2 separate regions of the Oncorhynchus mykiss genome follow, and region 1 is linked to region 2. A link is a contact called in public Hi-C data. All regions are on one chromosome and are shown on one strand. The core of a region is the stretch at or near the end of the contact, and the rest is flanking DNA. Distances in the headings are between cores, read along the strand shown. Region 1 holds the start of LOC110505731 (tetratricopeptide repeat protein 7B-like). Region 2 holds the start of calm1a (calmodulin-1a).

What was found. A called contact is a pair of places that touch in the nucleus more often than the background predicts.
Region 1: a Hi-C map of liver shows a contact between it and region 2, with 3 times the contacts expected there. The contact joins the promoter of LOC110505731 here to the promoter of calm1a in region 2. A contact is called at or near these places in 2 of 3 Hi-C or Micro-C datasets (blood and liver).

Annotation. Positions count from the first base shown.
Region 1 is chr25:27,851,654-27,857,117 of USDA_OmykA_1.1, forward strand. It overlaps LOC110505731 (tetratricopeptide repeat protein 7B-like), which reads right to left and starts at 2,807. Exons shown (of 21, transcript XM_036962931.1): 1 at 2,026-2,807; 2 at 335-489. The coding sequence starts at 2,146. brms1la (breast cancer metastasis-suppressor 1-like protein-A) reads right to left here. Exons shown (of 11, transcript XM_021585135.2): 5 at 5,457-5,464; 6 at 5,222-5,318; 7 at 4,913-5,002; 8 at 4,705-4,769; 9 at 4,454-4,493; 10 at 4,066-4,195; 11 at 2,966-3,954. The coding sequence ends at 3,837.
Region 2 is chr25:27,691,948-27,697,135 of USDA_OmykA_1.1, forward strand. It overlaps calm1a (calmodulin-1a), which reads left to right and starts at 2,901. Exons shown (of 6, transcript XM_021585131.2): 1 at 2,901-3,046. The coding sequence starts at 3,044. nrde2 (nuclear exosome regulator NRDE2) reads right to left here and starts at 628. Exons shown (of 15, transcript XM_021585127.2): 1 at 493-628.

The DNA.
Region 1 (5,464 bases), core at 1,557-4,056, 160 kb after region 2:
CACAAAAGGAAAGAGAAGAGACAGTTACTGTGTAGCCATATGTTTTCTCCTGAACACAAAAATACATGTTCAGATTTCAGAGAAAAAGGGTGCATACTAGCAGCATGAGGGAGTGAGGCAGTAATATGAGGTTATACAATTCAAAGGGGATTCTCTCAGTTTGGGAAAGCAGTGAGTGTAGAGCCAGATCCTGATTAAACCAGTGTTACCCTTTTGCAGTATTATAATACTGTTATAAGACTGGACTACACTGTTATAACACTTACAAGAGTAAACTAGACTGGAGAATATGACGAATACTAATGGCTAAAGGTGTTATATCATTAACATCTACCTTGAGGTTCCCTCGGTCCAGGGCAGCGGTCAGGTGCTTGTGGACCTCTACAAGCTGGGGTCTTGGGCCCCTCGGGCTGGCCCCCTGCTTGATGGGGTTCTCCTTGAGGTACTGCTGGAGCTTGGCTTCCCCCAGCAGCAGATTCCCCAGGTCATCTGAAACACAAACAGAGTTTAGTCTATACCTCCAGCCATGGAGGCTCCTCAGAGGAGGAAGGGGAGGACCATCCTCAGTGAATTTAAAAAAAAAAAAAAAATAGTGAAACATTAAAAAAGTTACACTTTTTAGATAATATATTTAGTATAGTTTTCATCACATCACCAAATAATTGATTAAAACACACGGTTTTGCAATGAAGGTCTACAGTTCCCTCAACAGCACTCTGAACGGTAGAGCCACTGTAGGAGGACAGCTAGTTTCCATCCTCCTCTGGCTACATTGACTTTAATACAAAACCTAGGAGGCTCATGGTTCTCACCCCCTTCTATAGACTGACACTTCTCTGTTCTCAATTACATTCAAATCAGCACTGAAAAAAAAGTTTAAGTTTGTTCCACCTGAGCGAGTCTGACCACAAGTCAGAGACCACTATGACACACCAAATGTGTGGATCACGGGAAAAGAGCAGGAATAGGCTTTTGTAGGCTACAGTCCAAGCTATGTCTTCCAATGTTGTGACTGCTGTTGGCATCCAAATATTATCAAACTTAAATAAACGCTTGGAGGATGCTTATCGATCATTGTTTTTTAAACCAGTGGACTGCCAGTGAAAGATGTGCTCTTGCAACAGCTGCATAGTGCGGATCCCAGCCTATGGAATAAAAGTGGCGCTTGTATTGCTCAATCTAATTCATGTCGATTAAAAAAAAATATTCATGCTATGTTGGATTTTAAAGCTATTTGTAGGCTAATCCAGTTTGTTAACTACCCCCCTATGCTCTGGTCTGACTGACATAAGAAGGCATGTCAGTTTATGTCAACAAAACATGCTTGCATGCCAAAATAGGACATTTATGCCGCGTTCAAAACAACTGGGAACACGGAGAAAACGTTGTCAATTTATCACGTCTGTAGGCCGGTTCCTAGTTGTTTTGAACGCGGCATTAAAGGTGAAGTTAAATGACATAATCATTCCAGCTAGGCGACTTCTCGTTTACAGACAGAAATTTAACTGAAATATGTCAAGAAAACCATTTCCCCCTCCTTGAAGCGTGTTATTTCGCACAGATTTCAATTTTGTTTATGTTGATTTCTGTAAGCCGCTCCATTGTGTATGATTAGGCCACTGATATGTAGGACTAAATATTCTTAAACTATTTATGTGAAGTCTACCTATGCAACTGGTAAGATAGCTAGCTCAGTAAAATAATTTAGAACTATTTAATGAGTGAGAATTTGCACTCTCTGTCCAAGTTAGTTAGATACAGTAGCTAGCCTGAAATGACAAAGTGAGTGCGTATGCACGATCAAAGGAGCTTCGGGTTTTCGCTAAATATAAACTATACCGGTGTGTTCAAGATCATTATTTAATTCTTACAGACGCATGACCTCTAGAAGTAGCTGGCTACTTGACAGCCACTCGCAAATGAAGTTTCATTCACGTAGACGCGCTGACGTGGTTAGGAAAGCCCGTGGATTCCGTTCCCTGTCCAGGCCCCAAATCTTTAAGTGAACCGCAGAGCAAATCTTACCATTTGATATTAGTTTGGCAGAGAGCTGCCGTACAAGCTCTGGTATCTTGTCCCATTGCCCTTCCGAACGGCTTCGTTCTATCTCTGTCTCGAGTCGTGACCCAGACTTTCTCGCTGTCATTTTCAGTTCAGACTCTAGCAGAGACCAAAACACAACAGCCACGAAGCGTCAGCTGCGACACGGGTTGGAAAAGTTCATCGGAAGGGAAACAGCGATACCCACTGGTAGCTGTCACTCTCACATCTGTCAGATGTGAAACTATTAATTAATGTTTTATTGCCATTTCCCAAACTGCATGCAAGGACATAATCACACAGCTATGTATTGTTTCACTATGTTTACTTTTTGTTTAGTCAACTTTTCTCATGTTTATGAACATACAGGCAGTCGTGATGAAATCTAAATACTTAACACCACATTCATATTGATACTCTCCCAAAAGGCTTTAGTACAAGACTACTCCTTGCTGCAACCTTGCATACAACATACAAGTCATTTGTTCTGCTTTTGATCTGTTTAGTTCATATTATTTTCACACCAACATTCACATTACTACACTTCAATACACATTTCAAATATTGATCTTAGTCTTGGCACTAGTGTTTGGGCAAGTTAAAAAAAAGCTTTCATTAAACACTTGGCTGTTTAGGTAGGAGAAATTGGTTGTGACAAATTATGGTATTGCAGCAACTTTTATACATGAAACAAGACTGTAATCTCCAAACTGTTCTGTGATTTAGGGGCATATCTTTATCCCAAGTAAAACAGCTTAAGATATGTTTTTTTTTACTCTGTTGTAGAAATATGGACATAGATGCTGACCTCAAGCACACATGACATGAGATCATGGAAAAGCTAAGTGTAGAAAAAGTTATGTGCATTTCACTGGATCTTCTCAGAAAATTTTATTGGGCTCTAAAAAAATACAGACAAAGTTTATAGACAGATTTTTCCCTTTATTTATATAAAACATGCAGGCTCCTTTTATTCTGTACATTAAGACAGTGGTTCCTTTCTAGCAAACCTACAGCATCTCAAAGTGAGGTACAAGTAGGGTTGCAAAGCTCTGGTAACTTTCCCAAAATTCACAGGTTTTCCAGAAATCTAGGGCAGATTTCCTGCTTATTCACTTCTGATTCTGGGACACTTTCAACCGGGTTATCTGGAAAACCTGGGAATTTTGGGAACATTACTAGAATTTTAAAACCCTATGTAGGAATGTCATTAAGACAGACAGCAAGAAACAAATGAATACTGCATTGGAAGATGTAAGACATAAGTGTTAAAGTTATACAGACAGTCATCACCAGTACCGTACCACTTACAAAGAATGTATCATAAATTACAAAAAGTACAACTAGCAGAGATGGGTATGGCAAGAGATAATGGATACTTGTCAATGTGAGGCTGATATACTGATCTATACTGATGTCCCATGTAACTTTCTATAGATCCTGCAGTGTTAGTCCATTATACAGTACATTTTCTCATCTGAATGCTTTGAGCTACTGTTAAGGCAAACCTGTAGAAACAGAGTCTGGAAACTCATGTTCTCCATATCTGTCTGTCTTGCCCAATAAAAATGACATTGGAACATGGTCATATTCACACCTAGTCACATACAATACTATTTAGAGGACCCAAACCCATCTCACGAAATTAACAAAAAATTGTATTTCATATAAATTGTATTTTAAGTATTTAAATCAGAATTCATTAGAAAACTTGAAATAGGCAGAAGATGGCACCATGGGGATCTTTGAATAACTCCTGAGCTTTGGAGAGGGAGTGGTGCAAGTTGACCTGAAAATTAGGAGTGTTTAATAGTGTATTTGCCTTTCTGGAGCTGAGAGACATACAGCTTGGATTTACTGCCGTCTAGTCGTTTGAACCAAACCTCATCGTGGTTGATTGTGGTAATTATGGCTCTTTGGACAGGGGGCAAGAGAAGAAGATTAAACATTGAAATTGTTAGAATAAGGACATAAAATACTTTGCTTCCAAAAAAGTATATTTCCCAAGGATGCCAGTATCCTCACCTTGTGGGAAATTCATCTTTCTTGTCGATGCATATCATCTGTCCACGGCAGTACCATTCTCCGTCATAACTCAACTTTCCCTCTTCTGATCGAGCATTATGCTGATACTTTTCATTCTTATTGGTGGAGACTGGAATTTAATGTTTGGTGGAAACAAAAAAATGTATTTAGTCACAAAAGTACACAATCCAAGTTGGTATAGTAACTTCTTAGAAAGTATAATTTCAACTTGCTGACATTAAATTGTGTTTATTATGCATGGTGTTCATTCATAGTTTGGTTCAGAAAACCAAAAAGAGATGAGGGACAGGATCTCACAATAACAGAATAGAGTGAGTAAACAATTTACAGCACAAGTCTTTAATTCAAAATGGAAGTTGAGTCTTACCATCAGTTTTACCTCTGTGAGGTCCCAAAGTAGCCACAGCCTTTAAGATATTAAAATTGTTAGAATATGATCATCATCATATAAATCCAAAACATACTAATATAATAATAAATTACATTTAGCAGAAGCTTTTATCCAAAGCGACTTACAGTCACACATACATGTATAGGTTGTGTCAGGAATCGAACCCACTATCCTGGCTCTACCAACTGAGCTACAGGACCATACTATGCATCGACGAGGCATGGTACCTTTCTGACTGCTGTCCAATCCTCCAGTATATCCAAGTCTTGTAACATGTAGACAATATATGGTCGTACGGATGTTAAGGAAATACAGGTGTATATAAAGGCAAGTGTGAAAAAGTGGGTGGGACAAGTACACACATAACACAGACCAAGATTGTAATAAAAAAAATGAGACTCATTCTGTTGAAACTCAGATGATGAAAGAGGATATCTGACACAACAACTGGCTTCTTCTTTTTGTCTGGACTAAATGGATCTTTCCTCTTGTTCTTCCTTGACTGCAGCTCATCTTTCCAGAGCTCTGAGAAAAGAAGGGTCAATGAGGAAAGGGAATATTAAGACATGCCACTATCGGACAGTTTCCTGGACACAGACTGAGCCTAGTCCTGGACTAAAAAGCATGCTCCATTAAAATAGCTTTAAAGTCCAGGACTAGGCTTGCAACTGTTTGGGGAACTAGCCATATGAGAGCTGGGTTATGCATGCTACGTTAGTGGCTCGCGCAATGACTTGATGATACCTGAGGTTATGTCTATACTGTGCCTGTCCTCCTCCAGTCGCCTGATCTTTTCCACAAGTTCACTCTGCACTGTATCAAACAATAGCAACTTCTCACTCTAAGACAAACAAAGAGGAATCAATGGTTACAAATGATAATCAATTAAGCCATACAAATAAATTAATTTGACATCAGAGGTTTGAAGACGGACATGGGTAGAGCTATGATATGTGGACTTCCCAACAACAATGCTCACCTCCCAGT
Region 2 (5,188 bases), core at 1,651-4,150:
GAGAGGTAGAATTTTAGGAATCGCATAATTTTAGGCTGCTAAAATCCTGTTCTCTTGAATGCAAATTGTATGATTGAGTATGAGCACACAAACACACTTCCATAGACTGATTAAACCGTGATTATGCCTGGGACATATTGTTGCAGACTGCGAGATTATTGCCTAAAAGTAAATCTCTGTTTGAATGCAGTAGTTTAATTCACAAAATAGACTCAATCAGCACAGGATTTCTAATATTTTAATTGTATATTCCCTGATTGATACACCTGTCATTTTCAATTCCGCGACTAAAAGGAAATAGTTCCGTGCATGCTTGCGTTAACCAATCGCCGATCCCCACCATTCCTCCCAAAAAAACTCCAATCGAGCCCCTGCCAGATCAGGATGTATGATTTTGAGGAACTAGACAGACTGGAAGAAACGTCTTGTCGACAGCAATAACTATAGTATTACAAAATGCTCTGTGATACAAAGTAGACTGTCCGGCCATACCGTTTTCCTAAACTACTCAGGTAATATTAGGCGCCATTGTTTGACGCATTGCAGATCCAACGTAGCCAATCGTGGGCTCCCGTACAATGGGCAGAATATTGCAGGTCCACTGTATCCAATGAGAAGCGCCGTCTCAAAAATAACTGCAATTTCTCCAGCGTCAACAGACACTGGCCAGTGTTTTTGAGTATTCTTCCGCAGAGATAAAACAGTGCGTTGCATAAAGTAGAGCGCCATGTTCCAGCTCGAGCGCATCAGAAACCTGTATATTCATAGGCACGGTATGCAGTGAGGAGTCACTGGACAGACCGGCATCTGTCGAATTATACTACAGCTGCACTGTTGGCCACATGACCAAAGCCAATGTCACAACTTATTTTGTGCCTATGTATGTCAATCATTTACAGATTTTTGTATTTACTGTTTTGGTTGTAAATATACCTTATTAGGGTTTAGTTTTTCTATAATCACAAAACAGCATGCAGAATTTAAAATATTGGCTATAGATATTGAATAGTGATCCCCTGAAGGAATGCTCCTTATATATTTCGGATTTCATGACAAATGCTGAAAACAAGTTGATTCTGAGTTTGCAAAAACATTGGAAATAAATATGTAATTTTCATCAGTTTTATAGCCAAACAGGCCAACTATAAAACTACATTATTCGTCATTTTGTCAATGAATGATATTGGGTAATGAATATTAATTCAATATGACAAATAGGCTAGCCTAAATAAATCTCTTATTGTCCGATTATCACCATCGGCCTATTTTGTTTTTAAAGTAATAATGTAATGCACATTTCATAGCTTCAATTATCATGAAGTGATGATGGAATGCCAGCTATTCTGCCAACAACATCTTACGTGCACTTTTTCTTTTTAATACTCTGTCTGGTGTTGCTTATCTCCAATGCAACAATAACTCAAGGAATGGCTGGTCAAATCCAAATGTATTAATATATGAGTAGGAGTACTTGTACCAGTAAGTGTCAGATACTGTCTGTATGAAATAATAAATAAACACATTTGGTGAGTGCTTATATTTGTCCTATTTCACATATGTAGGCTACAAGTGAGTATTATATGCATATGTGAATTGGAAATTTTAATTTTTTTTGTATATCCCAACTCCCCTGAGACACTCTTGGAGAGTATATCAACAGCTACCATGGAGCAATTAGGGTTAAGTGCCTTGGCAGATCACATTGTCAGCTCTGGGATTCAAACTAGTGACCCTTTGGTTACTGACCCAATGCTCTTACCGCTAGGCTTCCTGCCGCCAAAGGCAAATTGGTCACTGGTCTGTGTTGTTCTATGTGTGTGGCTTTAGGTTTTTGTGCCACTGCACTGTACACTGTTCTTCTCTCAGCACATATCAAAGCTGCAGGCTGAAGTAAAATGTAGACTTGGTTTCCTCTATTGTAATCGCACCTCTTTCACCCCAGCTGCCGAAGTAACCCTGATTCAGATTGCCATTTTACCCATGCTAGATTACGGAGACATCATTTATAGATCAGCAGGTAAGGGTGCTCTCGAGTGGCTAGATGTTCTTTACCATCCGGCCATCAAATTTGCCACCAATGCTCCTTGTAGGACACATCATAACACTCTATACTCCTCTGTAAACTGGCCATCTCTGTATACCCACCGCAAGACCCACTGGTTGATGCATATTAATAAAACCCACTTAGGCCTCACTCCCCCCTATCTGAGATATCTACTGCAGCCCTCATCCTCCACATCCAACACCCGTTCTGTCAGTCACATTCTGTTAAAGGTCTCCAAAGCACACACATCTCTGGGTCGCTCGTCTTTTCAGTACGCTGCAGCTAGCGACTGGAACGTGCTGCAAAAAACACTCAAACTGGACAGTTTTATCTCAATCTCTTCATTCAAAGTCTCAATCATGGACACACTTACTGACAGTTGTGGCTGCTTTGTGTGATGTATTGTTGTTTCTACCTTTGTTCCCTTTGTGCTGTTGTCTGTGCCCAAAAAATGTGTGTACCTTGTTTTGTGTTGCTACCATGTTGTTGTCATATTGTGTTGCTTTCATGCTGTGTTGTCATGTGTCATGCTATGTTGTTGTCTTAGGTCTCTCTTTGTGTAGTGTTGTGTTGTTTCTCTTGTCTTGATGTGTGTTTTGTCCTATTTTTCTACTTAATAGATTTTTTATTTTTTTAAATCCCAACCCCCTTCCCCGCATTAAGCCTTTTGCCTTTTGGTAGGCCGTCATTGTTAATAAGAATGTGTTCTTAACTGACTTGCGTAGTTAAAGTTTTTTTTTTTTTTTTTTTAAATACAAATAACAACTCTGTCCGGCAAGTTTTCTGATAAGGGAGGGAGGGAGTGATACATGCTGCCTGTCCTGCAGTGGGAAAATGCGGAAGTGAGTGAGGAGGGTTTTCAGCGGCGGAGGAATACACCAAGCTATATAGACAGAGCTCGCGAGAGATACACACCTTCAACCCATCAGTAGAGGTCCCGGGAACTGGTCAATCTCGTAGTCTAGTTTTAGAAAACTAACACATTCAGCGCCGACAGACATGGTGAGTATTATATCATGTGCTGCGTTGGAAATATTATTTTTAATTCAATATAATTTAAGCAAGCAATGGTAAGGTTTCCTCGTTGCATGAATGCATGCTTTTCCTGCGGAGGAAGATTCGCGTGAACCGTTGAGTGACGGTCGGAGTGATCGTGCGTCGACGCTAGCTTGTCAAATTTTTGGGTGTTACAATTATTGATTATAGGATCCTTCCTACAATTCCTATGCATTGCTGATTGTGTTTTTGATGGAGCGATATTTAAGACGTATGATGATAACTCAAAAGTATATTTTTGTCTGATGATGATCGCGGCATTTACTTCATGTCAGCGAGCCAGACCTGACTCCATGCGCCCGTGAAACTAGCATTTTACGGTTTTAATGTTTAACAAAACCCGTGTGCTGATCCGGTAATGGAACGTGTTAAGATTCTGTAACATAATATATGTGTAATATAGAATGTGGGCTATCCAATTATGATCGATATAAAGCTGAACAACCATTGAGATTTTTATATTTTCCACATGCACAAGCGGACCTCTCAATGCAGCGAACAAATATCTGTTGATGCGGTTCGAGGGAGCAGTGCATACGATCTACCGCTGTACCTATCGTACACCCGCCCCCATAAAATCACTGTAATTCAGAATTATATACAATGTTCTAGGAATTTGACAAGATATTGCGTTTGTATTAGGCCACTATGAACCAGCAGTTCACCAGATCGTGTATCATTTTTACTATGATCAGTGTTTTTCAGGTTATATTACTGTTGTATGATGTAGAATGCATAGTTTCATCTTTCTGCCTCAAGAGACATTAGGGAGAAACTCATCTATGGAATTAAAGTCTACGTCTTTGCAATATTAACGGAGTTTGATACATGCTGTCAGTCACTTTTTGTTCTATGGTAATTACAAATAATTGATAGACTTGTTGTTATACGATTTCTAAACACCAATGGCTTCAATTTGATCAAAAATGTAATCTGTGACATTCTTGTATACTACTTGTCAGGTCGAAAGTGATATGGTACTCTTGGAATAACTGTAGCTGCCCTATCTCTGACATGACCGTGCATGTTTGATTTATGCCTTGGTCTTACCACTTTTTATACACAGATCTACATTGTTCCATATATCATGTTGTTTTTCAGTTAGTAATTACCATTGTCACTGGAGGTTCAACCTCCAACATACTTTTCTATCGCCTGTCTCCATGGGAGGGATTGGGTTGTAGCAGCGGGAGAACAGCATTAAAACATGATTCTCAAAGTAAGTCATGTTCTTGTGCTCAATGCACACATTGTTTCTCCAAAAGCATGGACGTACTGTCTCCACCAATGTGGGGATTACAAAGCTATGGATTGTAGTCTCTGAATCTGTGTGTCCACTGTTTCGGCCCTCGCTCTAATGTTTGATTGGTTGTGGTGGACAATCATAAGAAGGAATCTTTTTAGATGTGTGTTGCTGTGCTGTGAAGGCGTGTACTAAAAGGTTGTGTCGACTCCACTCCCCTGCTCTCGTCTGTAGTAATGCCTCAGTAGATGGGTGGGTCCTCTGCTCTCTGCTGTAGTTGTGGGGACATTGACCCTGCCCCGCTGTAAATCAAATCACATTTTCAAATGTATTGGTCATGCCACAGGATCCTGCGGCGTGCCCTAACAAGGAAATGAACGTACTAGAAGACAGCCCCAGTGTATTGAGCTGATCTGCTCTATCAGAGTTAGTGTGGTGACTCCATGTAGAAAAGGCCACTGTCTGATTGGATTCTTCTTATTCTCGCTTTACTGGCATGGAATGGCCACAACCTAAATGCAGGGTGCCTGACAACCTTGGCAGTGCCAGGGGGGGGGGGGGGGTGCTCTTCTGTCTAGGGCTACCATTCTGTAACAATAAGTTACAAATTCAACAATAAGCAGCATAACCAATTGATGTCGATGTGCTGAATATTGCTGCAAGAGATTTATGAGCAAGGTTGGGTGGAGGCTATGAATCTATAGACGATGACTAGGCACTATCACTGCACATGATGTTACATGCTCATATGTAGGGGTAGTGTCTGATTAACTCCATCCCTCTGCTGTAGCTCTATGTTGGAGTCTGGTGCAAAGCATCACTTCTCATTTCTGAGATGATGTACA